Linked DNA regions of Mus musculus: all the other regions are linked to region 7. Evidence: chromatin contacts called from public Hi-C and promoter capture Hi-C data. All regions are on one chromosome and are shown on one strand. Each heading gives the region's core, a stretch centred on a gene start, on an enhancer-like site or on the middle of the called end of the contact. The rest is flanking DNA. Distances are from core to core; before and after follow the strand shown. Region 1 overlaps Lpp (LIM domain containing preferred translocation partner in lipoma). Region 2 overlaps Lpp (LIM domain containing preferred translocation partner in lipoma). Region 3 overlaps Lpp (LIM domain containing preferred translocation partner in lipoma). Region 4 holds the start of Lppos (LIM domain containing preferred translocation partner in lipoma, opposite strand). Region 5 has its middle 45 kb from the start of Lpp. Region 6 overlaps Lpp (LIM domain containing preferred translocation partner in lipoma). Region 7 has its middle 23 kb from the start of Tprg.

Region 1 (2,938 bases), core at 21-2,520, 750 kb before region 7:
TCTTTGTTGAGGTCTACAGAGTCTAGTGATACTTTTTAGTGTGCTTTATGCATCAGATATATATCAGCGTGTATGTTTTAAGGTCATATACCTGCGTATTCTCTACCTTCACAGGAGTCTGTATATCCTACACCCCTTCTTCCACTTCACACAAGTTTAGAAATGAAGCTTTTGTGGCAAGGGTAGCGTAGAGGACAATGAAGGATTTTCCTCTCTTTGGCTTACATTCTTCTGTTTCTTCAGATTGGATGATACCGGTTACTTTTGGAAACCTTGAAAATATCCTTAAGTTAGATTACGGTGATGTTAGTACAAGTCTCTGACTTTATTTTGTATATGAATTACATCTCAGTATCATTATGAAGAAATTTAGTCTGCCCTTCAGTCAAAAGCTTTCCAAGTTCCTTTAGGGAATCAAAATAGGGTATATTGCCAAGTTTTTACCTCACCTTGATTTGTTTGGGGGCAAAGTTGTCTTGCATATTAACAATGATGAACAGAAATAAGAAAATGCTGATGAGATAATCAAATCCACCAAACCCCAAATCTATTTCTTCTTTACTTTGCACACAGTCTGTTTTTTGAGCCTTAAAAACTAATACTTCCTAAAATGTTGATTAATGAGCTATCCGATAAGAAATAACAGGGTACTGACAGCCCTGATTGTATAAATAGGCGTTTGGGATTGTGTTCATGGTTTGCTTGTCAGCACAAGAGAAGTGTGTGATTATGTTGAATGATGGTTAATTTTCTTATCCACCCATTTTAAAAATAAAGATATACAGCTGGAAGACAGGTGCCCTGGAGGTGAAAAGGAGCCCCGCAGCCGTGTTACTGAATCCAGAAGGGTTTAGAAGGAGCACATTCCGGTTTAAGTGTGTTAGCATTTGTATCCTGGGTGGATTCTGGTCATGCTTTGGAGTTGGAGAATGCTCCTTCCTGGTCCTTTACACAGAATGTTTGATTTACTCTTTCTTGCTTTGGGGTGAGTCTAGACAGCGGCTGCTCCTCTTCCTCATCGGTCCTTGCCTCATCCTTGTGGACGTGCTTGGAGGCAAGAGAGGACTTGCCTTTCCACCTTTGCAAGTGTGCCCTTTGTACACTAACAGTCCTCTTTGATTAAGTATCCAGTGAAACCAATTCACATGAACTCCAATTAAACTTTAATGAACAAGTGGGTGTATTAATATCAGCTGAGTAATGTAGGCAGCACAGATTCCAGTAAGTGACTCACTTCTCTGTGCAGCTCATTGCCCATGCACCGTTAGAGTTACTAGAAAGCTTCCAGCTATATTTGAGTGGATCTGGTCTGGGTCTTGAAATTCTAGCAACCCTCAGGGCTTGTTATTCATCTAGTGACAAAACCACAGTTATCCAGACCTCTGTTTTCAAAGCAAGTTTGGGGATGGGAGTCTTGTTCACATCGACCAGTTAGGCTTTCCGTGGAGCAGTGCCCGTTAGGACTTTCTTTTTGCCTTCTTCTTGTGACTGCTCCCACTCCTTCAGTGGCAATTCTTTTCCTCCTCCAAACCTAAAAGCACATGGTCTGAATTAGCGTCCTAGTGGCTCACTTCCATCTGCATCTGCTGCTCTGCTTCAGTAGATGAGTTCTCATGGCTACACCCCAGACAGTATGATGATCTTGGAATGGTGTACCTTTGTGGGTACAGCCCTGTGTGGGCTTGAGACTGAGGATTATATCTTCTTCGTGGGAAAGATGATGGTCAATGTGTCTTAGGGTTCCTGCTGCTGCCGTCAAAGATCATGACCACAAAGCAAGTTGGGAAAGGGAAGGATTTATTTGATTTACACTTCCTTCCTTCCTTCCTTCCTTCCTTCCTTCCTTCATCACTGAAGGAAGTCAGGACAGGAAATCAAACAGGGTAGGGACCTGGAGGCAGGAGCTAATGAAGAGGCCATAGATGGGTGCCACATACTAGATTGCTTACCCTGCTTGCCTAGCTCGTAGAACCCAGGACTGCCAGTCCAGGGATGGCACCATCCACATCGGGCTGGGTCCTCCGGATCAGTCACTGATTAAGAAGAGTCTTACAGCTGGACCTTATGGAGGCATCTTCTCCATTGAAATTTCCCTCTTTCAGATACTTCATTTGTGTGTCAGGTTGGCATGAAATTAGCCAGCACAAAATATAAGAGACCTGGCACATAAGATCTCAGTAAATGTTTGTTAACTTGGCTGAATGGAAGAGGGCTGGAAAGGATGATTTGGAAATGAATGGACTTAGTCATTGATAATTCAGGAGGTCTCAGTCCTGTCGACATTGGACTTACATTAGATTTAGAATGTCTGTGTGACCTCAGAGTGACAGAGGACAGAAACTTGGAAGAGGTGATTTGCAGGGAGCATTTAAAGAACAAATTCCAGAAACTGGCTGCACGTGAGAAGGTGAGGGGTTGGGATGGGGACAGGAAAGGATGTGGGAAGGCCATGCCAGGCTATCCAGGAGCAAGAGCAACAGTGGAAGCATGGAGGTATGAGGCAGTGATCATTCAGTGTGTGTTAGAGCAGGAGACATACTGAGAGTCCTGCATCTCACCAACAGTTGGCCACCAATCCTCATTCAAGTTCCATTTGCTGTTCTTTCTCTGTTCTTTTGTACTTACTGTAAACCAGTTAAAGCTGATGCAGATGCCAGGCAGAGAGGCACTGTAGAGAGGTCTTTAAGTCTTTCAGCTCAGTGGGCTTGCCAACATGGCAACCATTTGACGTTCTCCCAGGCATTCCCTCCACATTAAGGGGCTACATCTGTCCATCCTGCAGCCTGGAAGATAAGGGAGTATGCACTCCAAGTAGTCAGATGAGTCTCAAGGTTTGGAGTAAGGGACTGCCTTGCATTTGCCCTTCTACACAATCAAGTAACTCATGCCCCTTCCCTTCCTGTGGAGAACAGAGGGATCCCAATAGAAAGGGAAAGGC
Region 2 (3,098 bases), core at 429-2,928, 830 kb before region 7:
CCAGATTTCCATGCTGGCTTCTGCCCTTCTCACATGCCAGAGGGGTAGGGGCTCCAGAACTTTGTCTTGGGTTGTCTTTGAATCTGTGTTCCTGCCGGGTGCGTGAGGTTTTCTGGTTTGGAACTCGTGAGCTGGAGGCCCACGTATGAATGACGTCACTGCCTCTTGGACATTGCACTTGGAAGTCTTTAAAGAGACTCAGTATGTCACTGTCACTGTGGGAAGCAAGTCACTGCTAGCGGAACACAAGGGGTGGGGGGAGGGGTGGGGGCATGGGATGCAGGATGCCCTGTCTTCAGCTTGTATTGTCAGCTATGGTGGCAGCCACTCCACAACCCTCCCTTCCTGTCGTCCTTTAGGGCCCCTCCCGAGCTCAGCCTTTCTCTTAGCATTCTCAGCTGGCCTTCTTTCCTGGTCCTGCCCTTTTTGATTGTGTTCTCTGTTCCTCACGAGTGGAATTATAGACTCAGGAACATGTTCTGGCCTACCTCTATTTTTCAAAGTCTCTAATTTCTTCACCCAGAGTAAAATTCCAAATGTTTTGCATCTATTAAAGGGGAGAGTCAGCAGGTGGTAGCCGTGTCTTCAGGCATGTACCTGGATTCTCTGTCACCTTCTATGGCTTGACACTTGCATTTTCTCCTCTGAAACATTGCCCCCGTCGCCTGCTCATTCCCTTTGGGACTACGGTCCCCTGTGACCTTTGACCTTACTTATCTCTGCTTCCTCCTTTTTGGGCCTCTGTTGAACTTCACTGCTTTTCCTGGAGGGGAAGGGACATTCTTCTCATTTCTGTATCTTTAGTCATTTGTGCCTGACTAAGTGCTCTAGAGTAAGGGGTGCGGGTGTGGTGGGGTGGAATTTACTCAGGTAGCAGTGTGAATGGGGAGGGTCCTAGAAGAGGTGGTCCTTGCTCGGCTGGGGTGACAGGGTGCAGAGGAGATTCTAGCGGTCTTCTAGTCTACTGTGCTGTGTGCTGTAGGGTACAGAGGTACTGCAGAGGCCTGTCTTTCTGTCAACACTGTCCTTTTTGTAGAAAGCTAAGGATAGTCACCTCAGGGGTCTATTTGGGCAAGTGCCCGCTCTTTGCCTGTGAGCTGGGTTATACAACTCAGGAAGCTTTCTCAGCACACAGCTGGCATTGCAAGCAGCCTTCTCAGTCCTTGCTGTGAGCTGCCTCGGAGGGAAGAAAGCCGAAATGGCTGCTTGCATTTGTCTTTAGTTCTCCTGTGGAGTTGCGCTTTTGGATAGCAGCGAGGTGAACTCAGCAGCCAGAGACAGGAAAGAGCCTAGTGAGTCATTGCAGTCCCTAATGAGGTGCATGAGGGACCCCTTCCTGAGAGTGAGGGTCAGGTGAGGTCGTGCTTTGCCTGGGGTGAGTTTTGCCTTGGGGCTCCGGTTGGCACTGGAACAGAGCTGAGCTAATTTTACCCACAGGAGCTGACTGTGCTGAAAAGCAGGGTTTCTGACATTGGCCTTATCATCTTGCTATGCCCAGAGGTACAGCCCTGGTGTGTCTGGACTGCTTTCCCCTGTTCAAGTGAGATACATTTCCCATTAAATGTGCTTGTGGGGGAGCATGGGAAGTGCATTGGCTTCGGTACAATGCTGGAGAGATGGGCTGGGATCCTGACTCTTTACCTTGTACACCAGGCACCAGGGTTTACAGTTGAATGAGTCTCGGATTGCTCATGCACCGACATACTTGGTGACATGACTAAGTGGTGGCTACTTCGTTTGTATTGGTTCTGTGAGGAAAGTGTCATTTCTGTCCCTGTTCTGCATATAAAGAGACATTCACAGAGAGCTCAGGCCACCAGCGAGACCTGACAGAGCTGGGAATTGAATCTGTGCCAGAGATTCCAGGGTGTACACTCCTAGCCACTGGAGCTTGCAGTCTTGATGCGCTAGGTAGGAGTTTTTGCTTATTTTTTAGCCAGGATTGAGTGTTTCTGACCTGCGTGTCATGTCTGAGGCCTTGAGCTCCATGCTGAGCAGGCAGGCAGTGGAGCTGTGTTGGGGATGAGGTCACACTAGCAAGGAGGAAGTGCTGGGTAGTCAATAGCTGCAGAGATGGCTGCAGTTTCTGGGTAGCTCTCAGTTCATCCTCACAAGCCCTTCAGCAGTTAGCCTTCCTAATCATGCTCAGCCAGCCCTCTTACAGATGAGAGCACAGAGGCCCGCAGAGGCCATAGTCCTCAGTGGACTCACTAGGCAGATGTAGAGTTGAGCAAGGCTCTTGGTCTGTGTCTGTTTATCTTCAATTCCCCCATTAACTCTGCTGTGTCCCCTAGTTGTAGTAACAGATAGAACCTGTACCTTGTTTCCAACCACGCAGTGGAGCCATTTCCATACAAGATCGTCTATGGACTTCATCAGTGTAGGAAGAAATGGTCTGAGCAGGGATGGGTGAAGCTGAAAGAATAGTCAGGGCTGCAAACTTAGGGCATATAACAATCACATATGCTCATGAGTTTTCTGGGTCAAGAATTTAGGCAGGACAAAGAAGGAGGAAGAAATCTGCCTACATGGCCAGAGCTTTTGTTTTACAAGGCCTGTGGTCTTGGCTGGAGGAATTAAAGGTTGGGCACTAGAGACACGCAATGCTGACAGTCACAGGTCAGGATGGCTGGATATGTTCTCCAGGATAGATTTTCTTCGCAGCATGCACTTAGTTTGATGGCCTTAAAAGGAAGGTTGAAGGAAGGAGGAAAGGGACAGGGATATGGGAGGGAGGGAGGGAAGAAGGGAGGGAGAGGCAAATAGAGGGAAGGAAGGAGGGAGGGTGAATCCTGACCAACATGCTGTTGTTAGCCAGTAGTTGTTAGTCAGAGGCTGTGTTTCTCTTCTCCATCGGTTGGAGCAGACTCAAACTCACCCATGTTTCAGGGGAGGGGACTTCAACTCTTGCTGCAGTGGCAAAACTCTGTAAGTGCTGGACATGTTGCTGGGGTCACCGGTCAAAGCACCGTTCATCTTTTGGCCAAGATAAGAGAAAGGAGCAAACATTTCTCAAGTCCTGAGCATGGCGCCGGGTGAGGCTGGATGGTCCAGGAGTGCAGCAAGCAAGCCTAAGAGGTGTGAATCTGGAAAACTGT
Region 3 (3,323 bases), core at 606-3,105, 770 kb before region 7:
ATGCAGTTTCCAAAAATTGAAAGTCGATACCAGTGGAAGAAGTGCCTGTGCCATGCAGGAAGACAAAGGCTCAGCACAGGCTCTGGTTGTCTACGCAGTTGTGCCTTGCTTTCTTTGGAATGAACTTTTTCCCCCCTAGCACTTAAGTTTACAACAGCTCTCACTTCCAAACACACAAGCGTGGCTGTGCTCTTGGACACACATCCATAGACAGATACATACAATTGTGAAGGTTTTATTGCTCCCGTTGGCAGCTTGAACCTGGGAGAGTGGGACCTAAAAGGGAAGCTGATTAAAGTCTCATGTAATAGCCAACTTTATTTAGAGCACTGGACAGTTTATACGCTGAGGGTTAAGAAGAGTCGCCAGAGTTAAATGCACAATGAAAAGGACACGACAAGAAATGTTTTCCCATAGAGGCACGTGACTAAAACAGCTGCAGTAAACTCATTCCCATGCCTTCACGTGGGGGGAACACAAAATCGCATTCTTTGTTTTAAAGAAACTTACTTCACAAGACTTTTGTCTTGTTTTTGTTTGTTTGTTTGTTTGTTTTTTGGGTTTTGTTGTTGTTGTTGTTTTTGTTTGTTTGTTTGTTTGAGTTTTCTCACAAGGCCTCAGGAATCTCTCCTCACACAGCTTCATCCATGGCCCGTGTTTCCACGGTGGAGAACAGAAGCCTCTGAGATTTGCTAACCTTGCCGCCCTCTCTTCCAATCTGGTTCTCGTCCCTTTAAGTGAGCATAAGAAAACAAATCAAAACCAAACCAAAGCACCGTTTCTCCCCTTTCTAAGTTCAGGGTGTGAATCACTTCTCCCTGCCCTCTGCATTTCTGTGAATGTTTCCTAGATGGACTCAGTGGGCTTCCAGTAAAGACAAACAGCTCAGAGAGCAGATTGCACTCACACTCACAGCCTGAGTCCTGTGACCCAGACATTGGAACTCAGTGCCTAATATGGTAATAAGAGGAGCAGGAGAGGGAGCCGACGAGGATGCCAGACATGCAATGCATTGCTAAGAAATGTACGTGCACTACTGAAGAAACAGGGCGCTTGCTCCTTGATTTCCACGTTATGTAGGACATGAACTGTGAAGTTCTGAGAAAGAAGCCAGTGTTCCAGGCATCTGCCACAGGGAAAAGTTTATTTTCCCTTTGCTCTTCAGACATGAGTCGGCTTAATTCAGTTAGTGTTCAAATCAATGCTAGCATGGGATGGGAACTAAGAAATCATTCTTACAGCCAGCAGACATAGGTTTTCTGCCCAGTTCGACTGCCATTCAACTGTGAAACGCACTTTCTTCCTGGCGTGCCTTTTTCAGCCGTGAAGTGGCTGGATGCTGTGATCTCCAAGACATCTAACGTATCTGTTTGCTTTCCTTCTAATTTTGTCTGAGATAATTTCATTTCCTGTGGAATTCCCCAAACAAAGCATTTTCTAATTCTTCCAGATACTTTCTGTGACTTGAACTAAAAAGACAGAATAAATACTGGCTTTGCATTTCCATTGTGACTTCCTTAAGTATGTTTGGCAGACTGTTCCCTGTGCTTGGCAGAGCTTTTCTCGATCCTAGGCACATTATGCCTTTCTTCCACCTTGGTCCACCTCCTTTCCCCATTCTCTTATCTCTGGACAATCAGTGTGTGTAGGGAGGCATCTAGTACATGGCGCAGGTTTACACCACAGTTTTACACTAATTCAATGCAGCCTTTCCATGGCCTTGCCCAGTCATTGCTGCTCTTATCCATTCAGCCTGCTTTATGGGAGAAGTGGGGCCAGCAGGAGGGAGGTCCCACTGCTTCCCTGCACTCTACAAGATGGAACTGGGCATGAGAGAGTTTTCCAGGCAGGGACTGGATGAGTCACTGGGCTGTCACAGATGTTAAATAAGACTGAGAGAAGAATGGAGTGTGGTCATCTGCGTGTGAGGCAATGAAAGGCTTTGAATGCTTTCTGTCTTTATGGGTTCTGCAATCTGTTATCCCTAAGTGCTGTAGTCTTGTTACGGGCATCTGTGACTTACCCTTTTGGTAGATGGTTGTAGTCAACGCTGACCTCTCCCCATTCGCAAGGTGTATTTCTAACATAAGATAAAGGAACTTTCTCTGACAGAAGATAAAGGAAATTCTTGACAGATTTCCAGCCTTGTGGTTATTATATCGCAATGGCAGCTTGTCTATCCCAAGTAACTGTAGAAAGTTACTGCTCTGAGAAAGCCATAGGGCATTAGGAGTCCCCCTTTCCCTTGTTAAGGACCCTGCAGGAACTACATTTCCCTGTTACAGTTTAGGCTGGCTATAGAGCAGCCCCCTGGTCCTGGGAGAAAGGGGAGGGCAGAGATGAAGCTGTATAACAGAGGGGTTGCTTTGGAGAGATCGGGAGACAAGAGGTCTGTGTTCTGGGGAAGCCATGTCAGAGCTCACTCTTGAGTCATGCTTCATTCTCCAGATCCTCATTTCTCTGTCTGGCAAATACGATTGGTCCTTGAAAGTCTCTTCTAGCCCCAAAGCCTACAGATCAGTTTCTTTGTGTTTCATGTTGTTCCTTCTTGTTCAGCAGTACCAAGTGGATCGATTTGCATCAAATTGCCATTGTGTTCTTTAACACCAAACAGAGCCCAGACAAAGCCACACTTTTGCCTTAGGTGTTCACTGTAATATCGAGATCAGATTCTTCCGTGTAGCGTCTGACTCCCCTTTATCACCTAGTTCCAACCCATGGTGCTCGTCGAGGGCAACCGTTTGCTTGTCTGGGTGGCACCATCTTAAAGATGACCTGAGTGTGAGCACTTTGTGCTGTACAGTATAAAAGAATGAAGGCACTGAACACTGTGCATGTTGACTTCTTCTCAGGGCCAGAACCGAAGGGTAAAGAGCAAGCACGATTTCTGGGATTCTCTAGCAGTCTCTACAAATAGCTCAGAGGTAGACGTAGGGACACCGAGACCAGTGCATCTTCTGCTTCAGTAAAAGCATAAATTTTAATGGTTACAAATGCGTGGTGCTATTATGAGGAAACCACAGGAAAGACCAGTCATATAAACAGTAATAATTTATTGACCATGACTAATCCTTTGGGGAGTATGATAGATGACGTAGGCTTATAAGCGCTTTACAGTGGACTAACCCCTTCCACATTCAGTAATTCACCAGCTCTCTATACCTTGTCCATAAGGGTGGCAGGCTTGTGAGTGTTACCTTCATTTTACTAATGACCACAGTGAGGCTCAAAGAGAGCTGTTGGGCATTTGGTGAGAAGGTGGCAGGATGGAGAGTGTTTGTGGTTTTAGGCTGGTACCTTTATTTTTGTTTAAGGTTTAGCTT
Region 4 (3,221 bases), core at 283-2,782, 870 kb before region 7:
GGCTGTAGAAGGTGAGGGCCCACGGTGGTGGAAGGTGGCTTGAGAGTGGGAAGGTCAGGGGCATGCTCAGACAGCTGTGTTGTGCAGGTCATGTTATGGTATTTTCCTTAGATCCTACCCAACCCAATCAAAGACCAGAATGGGTGGTTGTGTTATTAGCATGGGTTGAAGTTGTTTGGGAGACTGGGGTAAAGCAAAGGATACAGGATAGAAACACCCACACCCCCACCCACACACCCACACCCAAATCTGTGTTTTTGGTTAGTTTGTGACAGTGTCTATGTAAACCTCTCTTGTGCCGGGATGAAAAGCGTTCACTACTGAGGGCCAGAGGGCTTCCAGTGTCTCCTAGCCGGAATCTTAACCTAGTAAAAGGGGTTCTCATCGTTGCTCACTTTTACAAATATCAAACACAAAATATCCAAACCCAACCTTCCAAGAACAGGCTTGTCTTTATTCAAACCAGTTCACCCAGTTCGTGTATTTTCTTTTTTTAAGCTGTAAGAACAGAGCAAGCTTTCTGGTTGGTTTTCCGGCAGGGCAGGGTTGGGAAGCAAAAGTTAAACTCCAAAGGTTCTTGTCTTTGAACAAAGGACAGGAAGTTGCCCTGAAGCACTCGATTGCCATTGTTTCTCAAGGCTTGTCAACCACAACCTTCCAGGAACTGGGGTTAGTCACTTCAGTGGGTCAAGTCATCTGCCTAGCTCTAACTTGGGTCTAAGCTCACAGTTAGAGGCCGGGTCGTGCCTGGAGGCGGAAACCCAGCTAAGAGTAGAATACTGGCTCCTCTCCACGGGGCAGGACTGGGTCAGGTCCCAGCTTCGGAGCTCTCCTGTGCGAAGGGAACTGAAGTTGCTCTCTACCATCCCGGACTTCTGAGTCCTGCTGGAGTCCTGGGCGGGGCTCCGACGAGGCTCTTAGGGTGGGGGGTGGGGTGTTCCATGGCAGGATCTCTTTGCTCAAGCTCAGCTTTCCAATCTGTCGTCTGCAGAACAGACCCGAGTTGTGCCGGTTTCTCGACTTCCTCCTGCATCTCCTTCCTCTTCCTCCAGTGGAGGCAGATCCCTCTTTTCCTTCCTCTTCCCATGCTCCCTGTACCCCCTCCTCCCCCCGCGTCCCCTCCTCCAGGAAGTGCATTGCCCAGGGTCACCCACCTCGAGCCGCCGCTGCCCCCCGCGCCCCCTCCCCGTCCGGCTAGTGCGGCGGCCCGCGGGCACACGCCTCCCCATACCTTACATGGACAAATGCGTGCAGGCAAAGTCAGGAATTCAGGCCCCTGACGTCAGCCTCCAGCGCTCAGGGCACCGCACGGGAGACCGCGGGGAGGGGGTGGGGAGGAAGGAGGGGGAGAGCACCAACCAGCAGCCACTCCCGGCCTGCTGCTGAAGTTTCACTTTTTGTCTGTGGGTTCGCTCCCGGGGCCCGCTCGAGCTTTCCCGGGATAAGTAGCGTTAGCGGCGGGGGAGAGCCGGCCGCTGCAAGGTAAGGGCCGGCAGCGGGGCCGGGCACCGGGGAGGACGCGGGCCGGGCGGAGCGGGCCGCTGCGGGCCGCGGGCCGGGCCGGGACAATGGGAGGGGGAGTGCCCGGCACCTCCTCCTCCGCCCGAGCCTCCGCCTCCAGCCGTCGCGGCCGCCGCTGCCCGGTCCACCTCCTCCCCCAGGTATCGTAGCGAAGGCTTCCTCCCGCAGCCTCGGCCCGCGGGCGCCGCTCGACCCCCCGACCCCCCGGGGGACGGGCCGCTGAGGGTGGTGGGGAGCGCGGGGCGCCCTGCTCCGCCCCGCCCGCCGCGGAAGTGCGGGTCCCCGGCCGGGAAGCGGGGGTGCACGCCGTGGGGGAGGGGCGGATGCGGGAGTCCCCAGCGCGCCCCCGGCCCGGGCCTTTCTGGGTGCCCAGGGGGCGGGGCCGCGCCCGGTGGCTTCGAGCTTTCGTGGAATCCCAGTTGTCACCGCGGAAAGGGCCTAGGGACCCAGTGACTCGGAGTCTTCCCATTTTACAGTCAGGGCAGGCGAGGCAAAGAGAGGCAGGCTTTCCTGGAAGTCATCCCTGGAAGGTGGAGCCAGGTTAAGATCGGTGGCTCCGGACCTCTGCTCCCCTGCTGCCTTTTTAAAATTTTTTAAAAAATTTATTAATTAATTTATCTTTTTGTAAGCGGTTGTGGAGTCTCCACTGCTTTTAAGCACTGTAGGTTACAGAGGCCAAACTTTGCCCTCTGGGAGCGCTCACTGGAACGCAGGAGCCTAACCTGACTCAAAGTAGGAAGGGCCAAATCCTGGAGAGAACGCAAAGATCAGGTTTTTTTATGGGAGTTCGCGGAAGGACTTTTCTTATTTTGGCCTCCATGGCCGGACCCGAAATCCCAGAGGGGCCTGTGATTGACTCCTTTGAAGGATAGGGAGTTTTCTTAAGTAAAAAAGGCGAGGCCTTTCGTGTCAGGGAGGCAGCTGCAGACCAGAGAAGGCTAAATAAGGGTGGGGAGTGGGCGTGGGTGGAATTGTGTTCGTGGCTTGGGGTGGGAGTATGACAGGAGACCGTGTCAGTGGAGTTGTGGCTTGGGTACTTGGACAGGGCAGTGTAAACTGTTTCTGGCCTTCTTTCTCTTTAGGAAGGGGGTCCACTGCTTCCCCTCCCCCACAAGGAAGGCCTGGCAAGAGCTCTCCGCGGATCCTTTCTGGGACTCTCCTGTTTCTATACACTCCCTTTGCAAACTTGCCTCTGCAGTAAAACTTTTTCTCAAAGATGTTAGTGACTTAATGGTTCACTGTTTTCACTATTCCCGGCACAAGCGAGTTTTCAGACAAGCTTTAGGGGAAGAGGGAAAGTGTACAGGGCTACTGTAGAGTGTGTCAACCTCTCCCAGCGGGACCCTTTCTCAGTTTTACAAACAGGAAGTAGACCCCGGTCCACAGAAGTTGAATTGCTAGCCCCATATTCACTGCTGGATTGAGGTGGGGTGGGGGATGTTGGTGCAGAAACCCAGTAAGAATCTTGCTTTCCCAGGAGTCTCCTGGTGTCCTTGCCAATGCCAAGGGGCACTTAAAGAGGAAACTGTGTATCTTGTATGTAATCTTTGGAAGGTAGCCTGTGGAATCCAGAATACAATCTATTGAGGATTAGCTATGTGAAGGGTAGGGGGACACACCCGGGTCCTGAGCTTGGGCAATGCCTTGTCTTGCCTATCTTGAACTCCCTCCTTCCTCTCTTTCCCAACACCACCTCCTGC
Region 5 (3,155 bases), core at 286-2,785, 920 kb before region 7:
CAGTTAAATGTTGTTCTTTATAAGAGTTGCCATGGCCATGGTGTCTGCTCACAGCAGTAAAACCCTAAGACAAACACCAATTCCAAGCATCCAAATTGACAGACTGGGAGCCACCGTACCTCTCTGGCCTTTCGCCCCTGCCCACCTGGAAGCATCTCCACCTTTAGCCTTACCTGCATGAACCTTTGTAACTTGAAATAGTTCACGGTTCTATACCATGAGACTCCCCTGTTAGGTTTACAAAGAGTTAAGCAGGGTTCCTGGCTGGCAGGGGTTGGGGGTTGGGAGGGTGCTTCTGAGGCTGGGGAAGGGGAGAGCAGGAAAACTGTTGGGACTGACAGTTCTAAGAGGATAACTTCACCATCTAACCACTTATGTCCAAAGAGGAAACTGAGGCCCGTTTGTTAAGATACAAACTTTGTAACTTTTTGACCCAGGAAGTTTTGAGAGTGATAATAAGGAAATGATTATAGAGTGCTTTGAGCTTTTCAGAGACAAGTAGTATTTAAAATACAAGGTATTATTACCTCCATAGAGTTTTTCTTTTGACTACCACTGTGCTTGAAAATGTGGGCAGAACACCGTTATTTTTCAAAACTCAGGTATTTCAAAAAAAAAAAAAATCCACGTGCACAATACCTACCCTCAGCCCTATAAACTAAGGCTCAGCTCTCTTGTCACTCGATAATTTAAACGTTCAAAGAGATCTGGTATTAGCTTTATCAGCTAACTTGGCCGCATTCCACGGGAGACATTTACCCTCTCCAACTCACACTTCGATCCTGCAATATGAAGGAAGGACTGCTTGATCAACCGTGAAAACAGTATTACATTTGAGGTCGTACATACAAGTACCAAACATCGCTCACTACAGGTATAAGGGAGGAACATGTCTTTCAAAGACCCTAAATAAATCAGGGCAGCCCAGGGCCAGCTGGTTCCTTGACAGAGGACCCATTGCTGAATCTTAGAACGCAGTCTCGTGAGAGGATTCCACGTGTACTCCATGACTGAGCTGCCTGTGTCTTGAAAGATTCCAAAACTGACAGTTCAAGTCCCGGTTTCATGTGTGTAGTCCGTTCCCCGAGGAGGCCCTGGAGTGTCCCCCTCTGCTTGCTTCATTGGCCTACAACAAGAGTCATACTAATGGGATGCAGAAAGGCGCGTGTATCCTTACAGGGGTGGCACTGAGGGTGCAGGCTCTGAAAAGAATCAGACGCTGGTTCACACCCCAGGGCTCTATGGCTGGAAACAGGTTGCTTGTCTGCTCTGAATCTTTGGTTCCTCATTAAAGATGGGAGGAGGCTATTAATAGCTTTTTTTTTTCTTTCCTGGGGTTGTTTTGAGAATTTAAAGCAAGCACTGAGACCAGGACACAGGAAAGACTCGATTCGCGTTAGCGCTTATTAAAAAGCAGTAACAGTCCATGTACCCCGGGGCTTACTGTTATTTCTTCGGAGTTCTGCTTTCAGTGCACAGTGGAACTAAAGATAACCATGCAGCTATTGTCTCTGACCCGCCTGGGTGCTCTTACTAGAACGAAAGGAAAAAGGAAATACACGGTGGCCCAGAATGGGGCTCCAGAGAAATCCAAAATGAGCTGCGGTCTAAAAGCGACTTCTTCTCTCCAAGCCTATTTTTAGCCAGCTGTGAACTTCTCTAATACGCAAAGAGTGATGCTGGGCTCCCTGAATAGCTCCGCTGACGAGCTCCTGCCTGCTTCTGCTACTATGGGAATTTATGGAGCTCTGGTCTCACACTTCATTAAAGAAATATACGGTGGTGCAGAGACAGGAGGCCAGACACCTATAACTCTTGTCTCAATCTCACAGTGATAAATCTTAGTAGTGCCTCATTTGTGGAGGAAAAAGGAGTAACCAAAGAGATGCTATCTACAGCCCCTTTGTGGCTGGCTTGACTTGGCTTGCTTTTTCTTCTTTTCTTTGCTCTAGATCTTTTTTGTTTTGTTTTCTTTTTTTTTTAAGAGTTGTTTATAATAGATAACTTTGTTAAGAGGTTATCAAAACAAGAGGTCTAAGTCAAAAGTACTCTCAAACCTGTAAGATACAAGTTTATAACAAAGACCTAGATCACTAATGCTAAGGAATTGTTTTTCACATACAACGTTGTTCATGATGGCCAAGAGGATCAATAGGTTCACTGTAACTGTGTTGGGTCAAAACTCTCTAGATTTATTTAATGGCAGTTGGGTTCTGGTGACTCCATTGCCAACCCTCACACACAGTCTGGTGCTGAGGGTGGGATGGAAGGAAAATATGGCACCTGTGCCACAAAACAAATACTTCTAAGAATCCCTGCATCTGTTTCCTGTTTTTACCATCTTAGCTAGAATTAGGTCCAGTGGCCACCCACGGTGGGAAGATGACTTGAACAAAAGACTTGGAAAGGTCAGACTTCCAAAGTGTACCTGTCATGGTCCTGATTAATAACTGCTAAAGAACCAAAAGAAAGCTGGGTATGGTGACCCAGGCATTCACTCCCAACACTTGAAGGAGTCCCAAGTTAGCTGAGCTATATATAGTGAGGCCCCGTCTGAAAAACAAAACCAAGCAAGCAAAATAAGGAAAAGAGAGAGGTTAAAGAATAGATAAACAGTGTTGGGGCTGTAGTCCAACAGTAGGGTACTTGCCGAGCACACCCAAGGCCCTGATTGAATTCCAAGCACCCCAAAACAAAGGACAACAGCAAAAGCTGGCTAAGGGACCATCAGCAAATGACATACCTAATGACAAGCAGACCTGCCCAGTGATTCAACCATCATTTCTTTTCTGATCCCTTCTCCATGTAACACAGGTCCCTACCCCTTCCTGCTCACTGACTAGTCCTGTGGTACAGCTTCCCAACTGTCTTGACTTCCTGCTCACTCGTCCACTCCTTGACTATTATTAAGCCGAATGGTCAAACATATGCTTCATTCATTACTCTCCTCTCTGCCCAGCACAGTGCCTGGAATATATTGATTAATCTATAAGTAACTTATCTTTATCAAATCAATATACTGTCTTTTTTATTATTAGATATTTTCTTTATTTACATTTCAAATGATACCCTCTTTCCTAGTTTCCCCTCCAGAAATCTCCTATCCCCTGCCCTCAGATCAATATACTTTCAAAAAACAAAATTGATTTATTTTC
Region 6 (3,030 bases), core at 276-2,775, 790 kb before region 7:
TTGCTGCCTTAAGTAAGCAAATCCTAGGTCTGGAAAGGATTGTGTCCAGAGTGAGGTGGGCCTGCTATGACATATCTGTGCAGGCCACTGCTGCTGTAAACTCCCAAGTACATAATCTACAGAGCTCTAGCTGGCAGTACTGCCTGACAGCATCTAGATACTTCTCCTTGGTGTTGAGGACAGTCCAGACACTGGTGATGGTCTCCTGTGTATGTGAACTCTAGACAGGTTCTGTGTAAGAGCAAAGTTCCATGTCTGAGGGAATCAAGTGTCTTTCATGGCTTGCTCTGCCTCTGTGAAGCTCTCCTTTGTCAGGTGTGGAAGTCAGAACTGACATTTCATGTGTGTTAATTTGTTTATATTTTGAAAAGAATTTATTTTCTGCTTATTTTTAACTTATTTTTAATGTGAGATCATATTGTAACATAGTTGGTTATATGACCTTCTCTCTTTCCCTCTCTCCCTCTCTCCCTTTCTCCCTCCTTCTTCTCTCTCTACTTTATGGAAAGTGATCTTGGGCTTCAGGGTGCTGCTTAGTGTAGAGTTTTTCTAGTATGCATGAGGTCCTGAGCTGGGTTCCAGCAATGAAAGGGAAACGCTCATTGCTCTCCCCCCCCCCCCCAGTCTTATCATCTACAGGGACAGACTATGTGGAAGGATCTTTAGAGAATTATTGACTGTCTTGGAACTGCTAAGCAATTTGGATGTTAGAATCTCAGATTTGGGTTGCTTTTCTAGGAACCATTAATTTTCTGTACAGTTACAAGGATTCACAGCAGGGGATAAGATGTTCTGAAAATAAGAAAAAGAGGTCAGCTGAACTGCTGACTTCAGGCACATGGAAAGAAAGATCTTTATTCCAGTGACCTCTCTGCTCCTTGGAAAACTGTGGACTGCTAGATTTCCTGACATAACACTGAGTCCTCTGGAGTTACAAGGACTGATGACGTTAAATTACAGGGTGGAGGACTGTCCTTATTAGACTAATGTGTGCTTTAGAGACATACTGTCCTTTGGCATTTAGACAGATAGCTTTTTTTCCCTCCCAAGTAGGATGTTTTAGGAACAGCTCCTTCAGATTCCCCAATATAGCGATCATGCAAAGATGGCAGAGAGTATTTGGGACATCTCCCTCAACGTTTGCCTTAACGTGGGTTAAGTTTTAACATGGCCAATGGCTAAGCCATTACATCTGCTCAATCTCAATCTCTCTTCTTCTCACCTCTTCTCTATTTTGTTCCTTTTATATTTAGGATGCTAACCAGACACTTACACACTGAGCAGGAGGGCAGAAGAGCTGAGCTCTGACCCTGACTGACTTTGCCACACCTGCTGTTTCCAAACTCTTCAGAGGCATGATCACTCATTGAGCAAGTATTTAAATGAGCACTCAGACAGCAGCTTCTGGAGACACAAGAGTGTGTAAGACGTGCTTTCCACATTGTCTGCCTGCCGCCTGGAGCAGAGAGCCAAGCCCACAAGCAGGACACAGAATCACTTTTCCTGTGCAGTCTCTGTTTATGCACACAAGGGCCAGAATTGGACTAGATGATCAGCAAGGGCCCTTCTGTTGCTAGCATGCAAGCTCTCACTCAGATTCATGAACCATCCAACGAGTATTTACCAAGCTAAAAATTGGCCAGCATCTCCCCTTTCTCCCATTTATAGACTATAATGTTGAAGATGAATGAGGCTATGTCTACAAAATGCTTTAATAAGCAAGTTGGGAAGAGATATTATATAAGTTTGAGGCACTATTATTAATGGGAAAACGACAACAAGGGCTGATGTTTTCAGAGAGAACAGATGGCTCCTTTGTTTAGAATTTGAGTATAAAGAAGAGAAGGGGGAGAAAGATACTTGCCATATTGTGTAGGCCTTGGATTTGAGTGACTTTAAGATGACAAAACAATCTGGTTAGGAAAGTCCCATAGATTCAAAATAGCTCCTCACTGATCAAACTGTAATTAAAATAACAAAAAAATGACAGTAGGAGACTTCCTAATTAGAAGTGCACGTTGACAGTTGACACAGCCTCACCAAGGCTCCCTTTGAGTAGCTCTCCAGAAAGGCACTTCATGCTTCACACAGCACATAGCAAGTCCATGAGAGCAAACTGCAAATGCCTGCTTTCTAAGCCCCCATCTCATCCCCATTTGTGTGTGTTTCTCATGACTTGAGTTGGATCCCTGGGTCCTGGGTGATGGAAGGAGAGAGCTGATGTCTGAAGTCATCTTTTAACCTCTACACCTGAGCACCCCCTTCCCACCAACATGAGTAGATGTTACAAAGCGTAGTTCTTCCTTCCACTCTCTCATTTCGCTTTTTGATAACAATTGCTTTTCATCTGCCTATACCCTTCTTTTGCAGAGGTCACATACTTCTTGGTCCATGACGTTAATCTTCACTGTCTGTCAACCTGACTGCTCTTAGAGTCTTGAGGAGACAATCTCCTAGGGCATATCTGAGAGGGTCGGGCATTTCCAGAGCTGTTTAACTGAGGAGGGAAGATGCACTGTGAATGGAGATGACACTGCCTCATGGACTGGGGTCCAGAATGGCTGAAAAGCAAGTGAGCTGGGTGCTATCCTGCTGAGGACGCCGTTCTGCCTGGGGCTGCAGTGGGACCAGCACCTTACCCTCCACGATGGGCCACACCCTCTAACTAAGCAGAAGAAATCCTTCCTTCCTTAAGTTGTTTTTTGCCAAGCCTTTTGTTACAACATCTCTTTAAAACAATACTGATTAGGAAAATGGGAAGGTTTTTTTGTATGTTTTCCTGTATTAATTGGAGGATAGCTAAGTTGCTCAGGCTGCCCTTGAACTTGTAAGCCTTTTGCCTTAGTCCCCCGAGTAGCTTTGAGTGGCTTAGCCTATTCCTGAGCTATGCTGTTCATGTTTTAATTGTTTTATCACTGTGAACATTTTTTACCTCTATTTATTCACTATAAAACGAGGATATTGAACAAGATAATTTTCTTTATTATTTTTTTTTTTTTCAGTAGCATTACATCTGTGGTAGCTGAGAAC
Region 7 (2,964 bases), core at 314-2,813:
ACTTGCCTCCAGATCAGTCTGTTGGAGGCCCTTTCTCAACTGAGGTTTCCTCTTCTCAGATGACTCCAGCTATGTCAAACTGCCAAAAAAAATAACCAGGAGAATAGGCTTAGGGAACAACTGGTGGAGCTGGACTGTCAAGAATTATGGAGAGAGTAATAGACACTTCCCCCGTTTTCTGCATCCCGGTTACCATGCCAATAGGCAGTAGAGGGTAGAGAAGAGTGTAAGCTAGCTGTGATAGAGGAACGAGGAAGGGAAACTCTTGGCCCTTTTACTTTAGGGCTGAGAGGACTTTTGCGTGCCTCTAGAGCTGTTCGGTTGGCTTGGGCATCACTTCAGAGTCCCTTGGTTTCTGGGGCACTTCAGAGACCAGCAAACACAAAGAAGTCAGGGATTCTGGTTCTAGGCTGCTTCAAAGTTCAAGCTTAGGGCTGTCTCACTGTGCTCAACAACTAAGCTGGCAAGTCCTCAGGGAAGACACTAGCTTCACAGTATTACACATGCGCAGGGAATTGCTGGTGATTTTCACGAAAGCCTGGGATTGTTATCAATGGTAGGGTCCATCAGTGGAACGTTTATGACTTCTGTCTATCTATACCCAGAAGAATATTATTTGGTCATTAAGACTTGTTGACTTCTTAACTTTGCAGTATTGTGAATGAGTCTGGAGGGCATAGCTAAGGGAAACAAGACAGGCCCAGAAAGACAAATACCACAGGGATGACCTCACCCGTTTGAGAAATCAAAACAAGCTGATGTCATACGTGTAGACTGGGAAAGTGGTAATCAGACAGTGCAGAGAGGAGGCGAAGGAAGGGAGAGTCTGGCCTATGCCTAACTGGGTAAAAGGAAGACGGTCTGTCTGTCACTATAAGCACAACTGTATAACTATGGTGAGTATTGCTCTGTGTATTTCCAAACACCTTCCACAAGAGAAGAATTTAAGTGTTCTCACAATAAAAGATTATAAATGGCTGAGGTAATTTAGATATGATAAAATACCATACTGATTATTACACAAAATGTTCTTTTTTATTTTTAATTTTTATTTATTTATATTTTTCAAAATATTCTTATATCTAACGCCTATTGTGCCTAAAAATATGTATACCTATTACATGTCAAGCAAAAATACAATAACAACGTTTAGAAAAAAATGTCAGCACTGGATATTTGTCTGACATTTGTCAGTTGCTCGGGTCTGACAGATGGATGTGGGCAGGAAGCTCTGGGACCTCAACAGACGCTGACCATCAGTGGGTGTTGGTGACCATTCCTCCCAGTTCCTGAGAAGACGGTCACCTTGTCCTTGTGAAGATCAAACTGAAATATCTATGTTCCTGCATCATGGAATACAGTTGAGCCTAAGGGACAGAGTTGTCAGGAAAGGGAGAATACAATGGCCACCTGTTATTCTTATTCGGGGGTGTGGGAATCCGACTAGCCAGTCAAAGGTTTCTTTCTGTCTTCAGAGACACGTTTGTCTGCAAGGGCAGAGATGAAAGGCACTTGTTACAAACCCTTCTTCTCCCTCATGCTGGGAGAGAGACAAAATGTCCACCTACTGCCATCTGGTGGTCATAGTTTGCACTGCAGCTTGAGTTAGCCTCTTCACTTAGAAAAGGGTCCGCTATATAGAAAAGCAACAATGAATAAACATGGTTTCTGGCCTTGAGGAACAATCAGTCCAGTAGACTTAATTGGCATGCTAGCATTTAAAGTAAAATGTGCAAGGTGTTATCAAGACGTAGCATGGGGAAGAATACCTTTGAGTTGAGTCTTGAAGCATCCTTTGTCACTTTGTCACTTTGACAAAAAGGAGGAGGCTTGTTCTACATACAGAGCACACCCCTTTGCTAGGTTAGCACCCGACTTGTTGATAAGGGATATGGGAAAGAAGGGACAGGAACGAACTGAGACAAAGGTAGGATCAGACCCCAGGATCCTTGAAATGCCTAACCAAGGAGACAGGTCTGCTCTAGAGCATTAAGCCAGAATATAATGGGGTCAGAGTTTGCTGATAAAAGGCAGACCTCCATTGTCTGCACATAAGCTTTCCAAGTATTCATCAGTGGAAGTCATTATTTGAAATACATAGAAACATCATGGTTATGACTGAAGACAGAGTTTGTAGGTCAAAAGTCATTTCAACACCATGTCCCACATGATTGGTGCATGCCAACACTTTTTGACAGGCCAAATGGCTCAATAGAGCCACATTTAATAACCCCTGCTGCAGGAGAGGTTCTAACCTAATATGATCAACACCTTTGTGGTTTTAGAGCCCACTGTACTGTCCAGCCTACAGTAGGCTACTTATAAATCAGGTCTGAGATAGTAGTCCCCTGTTCTAGACCTGTTCTAAACATTTAGTTTCATGGTCATCCCAATTTTATTGGTCAGTTTCCAAACAGGACCTAGATCCCTCATCCCTAGCTTCTAGTTTTATTTTGTGAGAGAAAGGTTGGTATTAGCCATCTCTCTAGTCTCTACTAAGCATCTTTTGTCTGCCACCCCATGTATCAACCCACATTAGGTGTCTCCAACCTACTTGTCATCCCCAACCCACAGATTGCCTGATGCAGTTATGAGAAGCATCACCTCACATCTCACAGCGGCATTCGGTCTACGAACCACACTTTATACTCAAACTTCACTTTGTACTCAAGAACTTTCCGCTATATGGCTGCAGGACCCCGATTTGTGACAGAGTGCGGCTGGCTGCATGGCATTGCCTTCGGTGAGAAATTTCAGACCAATAATTGACCAAGCGTGAGTGGCCTCCTGATGGGCAAAGACGATTCCATTCCCCAATGCCATTTCTGGTGCCAACCGCAGATTCCCACCCACCAAGCAGTATTTCCTGTGATTCGCCCTCTTGTTCCTTGTCTTTACTCACGCTTTGCCCACTCTATCTGCACGGCAGGGTCAGTTTGCTCTCACTCTCCCACATAACTTCGC

Evidence for each region. Promoter capture Hi-C pulls out the DNA fragments that hold promoters and counts their contacts. A called contact is a pair of places that touch in the nucleus more often than the background predicts.
Region 1: a Hi-C map of the C2C12 cell line shows a contact between it and region 7, with 5 times the contacts expected there. The contact joins two enhancer-like sites. A contact is called at or near these places in 1 of 39 promoter capture datasets (the 3T3-L1 cell line), 1 of 15 datasets of contacts at CTCF or cohesin (large pre-B cells), 12 of 484 Hi-C or Micro-C datasets (the 3T3-L1 cell line, the C10 cell line, the C2C12 cell line and 6 more), 3 of 115 datasets of contacts at active chromatin or transcription factors (bone marrow-derived macrophages, fibro-adipogenic progenitors and large pre-B cells) and 1 of 9 other capture datasets (embryonic stem cells).
Region 2: a Hi-C map of bone marrow-derived macrophages shows a contact between it and region 7, with 11 read pairs. The contact joins two enhancer-like sites. A contact is called at or near these places in 4 of 484 Hi-C or Micro-C datasets (the BV-2 cell line, the Ba/F3 cell line, bone marrow-derived macrophages and 1 more), 2 of 115 datasets of contacts at active chromatin or transcription factors (embryonic fibroblasts and fibro-adipogenic progenitors) and 1 of 9 other capture datasets (embryonic stem cells).
Region 3: a Hi-C map of myocytes shows a contact between it and region 7, with 7 times the contacts expected there. The contact joins two enhancer-like sites. A contact is called at or near these places in 2 of 39 promoter capture datasets (the 3T3-L1 cell line and 3T3-L1-derived adipocytes), 1 of 15 datasets of contacts at CTCF or cohesin (large pre-B cells), 25 of 484 Hi-C or Micro-C datasets (the C10 cell line, the C2C12 cell line, the HL-1 cell line and 12 more) and 4 of 115 datasets of contacts at active chromatin or transcription factors (bone marrow-derived macrophages, cardiomyocytes, fibro-adipogenic progenitors and 1 more).
Region 4: a contact with region 7 is called in a promoter capture Hi-C map of pre-B cells, with 3 times the contacts expected there. The contact joins the promoter of Lppos here to the enhancer-like site in region 7. A contact is called at or near these places in 17 of 39 promoter capture datasets (the 3T3-L1 cell line, 3T3-L1-derived adipocytes, the C10 cell line and 11 more), 1 of 15 datasets of contacts at CTCF or cohesin (large pre-B cells), 13 of 484 Hi-C or Micro-C datasets (the 3T3-L1 cell line, the C10 cell line, Sertoli cells and 8 more), 16 of 115 datasets of contacts at active chromatin or transcription factors (the NIH/3T3 cell line, astrocytes, bone marrow-derived macrophages and 11 more) and 2 of 9 other capture datasets (adipose tissue and embryonic stem cells).
Region 5: a contact with region 7 is called in a Hi-C map of pro-B cells, with 3 times the contacts expected there. The contact joins two enhancer-like sites. A contact is called at or near these places in 1 of 15 datasets of contacts at CTCF or cohesin (large pre-B cells), 7 of 484 Hi-C or Micro-C datasets (B cells, bone marrow-derived macrophages, embryonic stem cells and 2 more) and 5 of 115 datasets of contacts at active chromatin or transcription factors (the 230-238 cell line, bone marrow-derived macrophages, fibro-adipogenic progenitors and 1 more).
Region 6: a Hi-C map of cortical neurons shows a contact between it and region 7, with 3 times the contacts expected there. The contact joins two enhancer-like sites. A contact is called at or near these places in 1 of 15 datasets of contacts at CTCF or cohesin (large pre-B cells), 9 of 484 Hi-C or Micro-C datasets (bone marrow-derived macrophages, cerebellum, cortical neurons and 5 more) and 1 of 115 datasets of contacts at active chromatin or transcription factors (large pre-B cells).

Annotation. Positions count from the first base shown.
Region 1 is chr16:24,514,096-24,517,033 of GRCm38.p6, forward strand. All of the region lies in intron 3 of Lpp (LIM domain containing preferred translocation partner in lipoma), which reads left to right. Among named protein-coding and RNA genes, the nearest start is that of Gm24440, 110 kb to the left of the region's middle. Within about 2 kb of position 1,271, at least 41 of the 459 cell types and tissues checked have an H3K27ac peak or open chromatin away from gene starts, as enhancers often do. A contact at or near this core is called in the C2C12 cell line, where this site is marked.
Region 2 is chr16:24,433,448-24,436,545 of GRCm38.p6, forward strand. All of the region lies in intron 1 of Lpp (LIM domain containing preferred translocation partner in lipoma), which reads left to right. Among named protein-coding and RNA genes, the nearest start is that of Gm24440, 29 kb to the left of the region's middle. Within about 2 kb of position 1,679, at least 164 of the 459 cell types and tissues checked have an H3K27ac peak or open chromatin away from gene starts, as enhancers often do. A contact at or near this core is called in bone marrow-derived macrophages and muscle stem cells, where this site is marked.
Region 3 is chr16:24,493,801-24,497,123 of GRCm38.p6, forward strand. The region is part of intron 3 of Lpp (LIM domain containing preferred translocation partner in lipoma); the gene reads left to right. Among named protein-coding and RNA genes, the nearest start is that of Gm24440, 89 kb to the left of the region's middle. Within about 2 kb of position 1,856, at least 100 of the 459 cell types and tissues checked have an H3K27ac peak or open chromatin away from gene starts, as enhancers often do. A contact at or near this core is called in the C2C12 cell line, bone marrow-derived macrophages, fibro-adipogenic progenitors and 3 more, where this site is marked.
Region 4 is chr16:24,392,123-24,395,343 of GRCm38.p6, forward strand. Lppos (LIM domain containing preferred translocation partner in lipoma, opposite strand) reads right to left here and starts at 1,533. Exons shown (of 2, transcript NR_037954.1): 1 at 1,232-1,533; 2 at 434-985. Lpp (LIM domain containing preferred translocation partner in lipoma) reads left to right here and starts at 1,228. Exons shown (of 13, transcript NM_178665.5): 1 at 1,228-1,482.
Region 5 is chr16:24,346,571-24,349,725 of GRCm38.p6, forward strand. No RefSeq gene overlaps it. Among named protein-coding and RNA genes, the nearest start is that of Lpp, 45 kb to the right of the region's middle. Within about 2 kb of position 1,536, at least 74 of the 459 cell types and tissues checked have an H3K27ac peak or open chromatin away from gene starts, as enhancers often do. A contact at or near this core is called in bone marrow-derived macrophages and pro-B cells, where this site is marked.
Region 6 is chr16:24,469,911-24,472,940 of GRCm38.p6, forward strand. All of the region lies in intron 3 of Lpp (LIM domain containing preferred translocation partner in lipoma), which reads left to right. Among named protein-coding and RNA genes, the nearest start is that of Gm24440, 65 kb to the left of the region's middle. Within about 2 kb of position 1,526, at least 13 of the 459 cell types and tissues checked have an H3K27ac peak or open chromatin away from gene starts, as enhancers often do. A contact at or near this core is called in cortical neurons, where this site is marked.
Region 7 is chr16:25,262,383-25,265,346 of GRCm38.p6, forward strand. No RefSeq gene overlaps it. Among named protein-coding and RNA genes, the nearest start is that of Tprg, 23 kb to the right of the region's middle. Within about 2 kb of position 1,564, at least 86 of the 459 cell types and tissues checked have an H3K27ac peak or open chromatin away from gene starts, as enhancers often do. A contact at or near this core is called in 3T3-L1-derived adipocytes, the C2C12 cell line, Sertoli cells and 11 more, where this site is marked.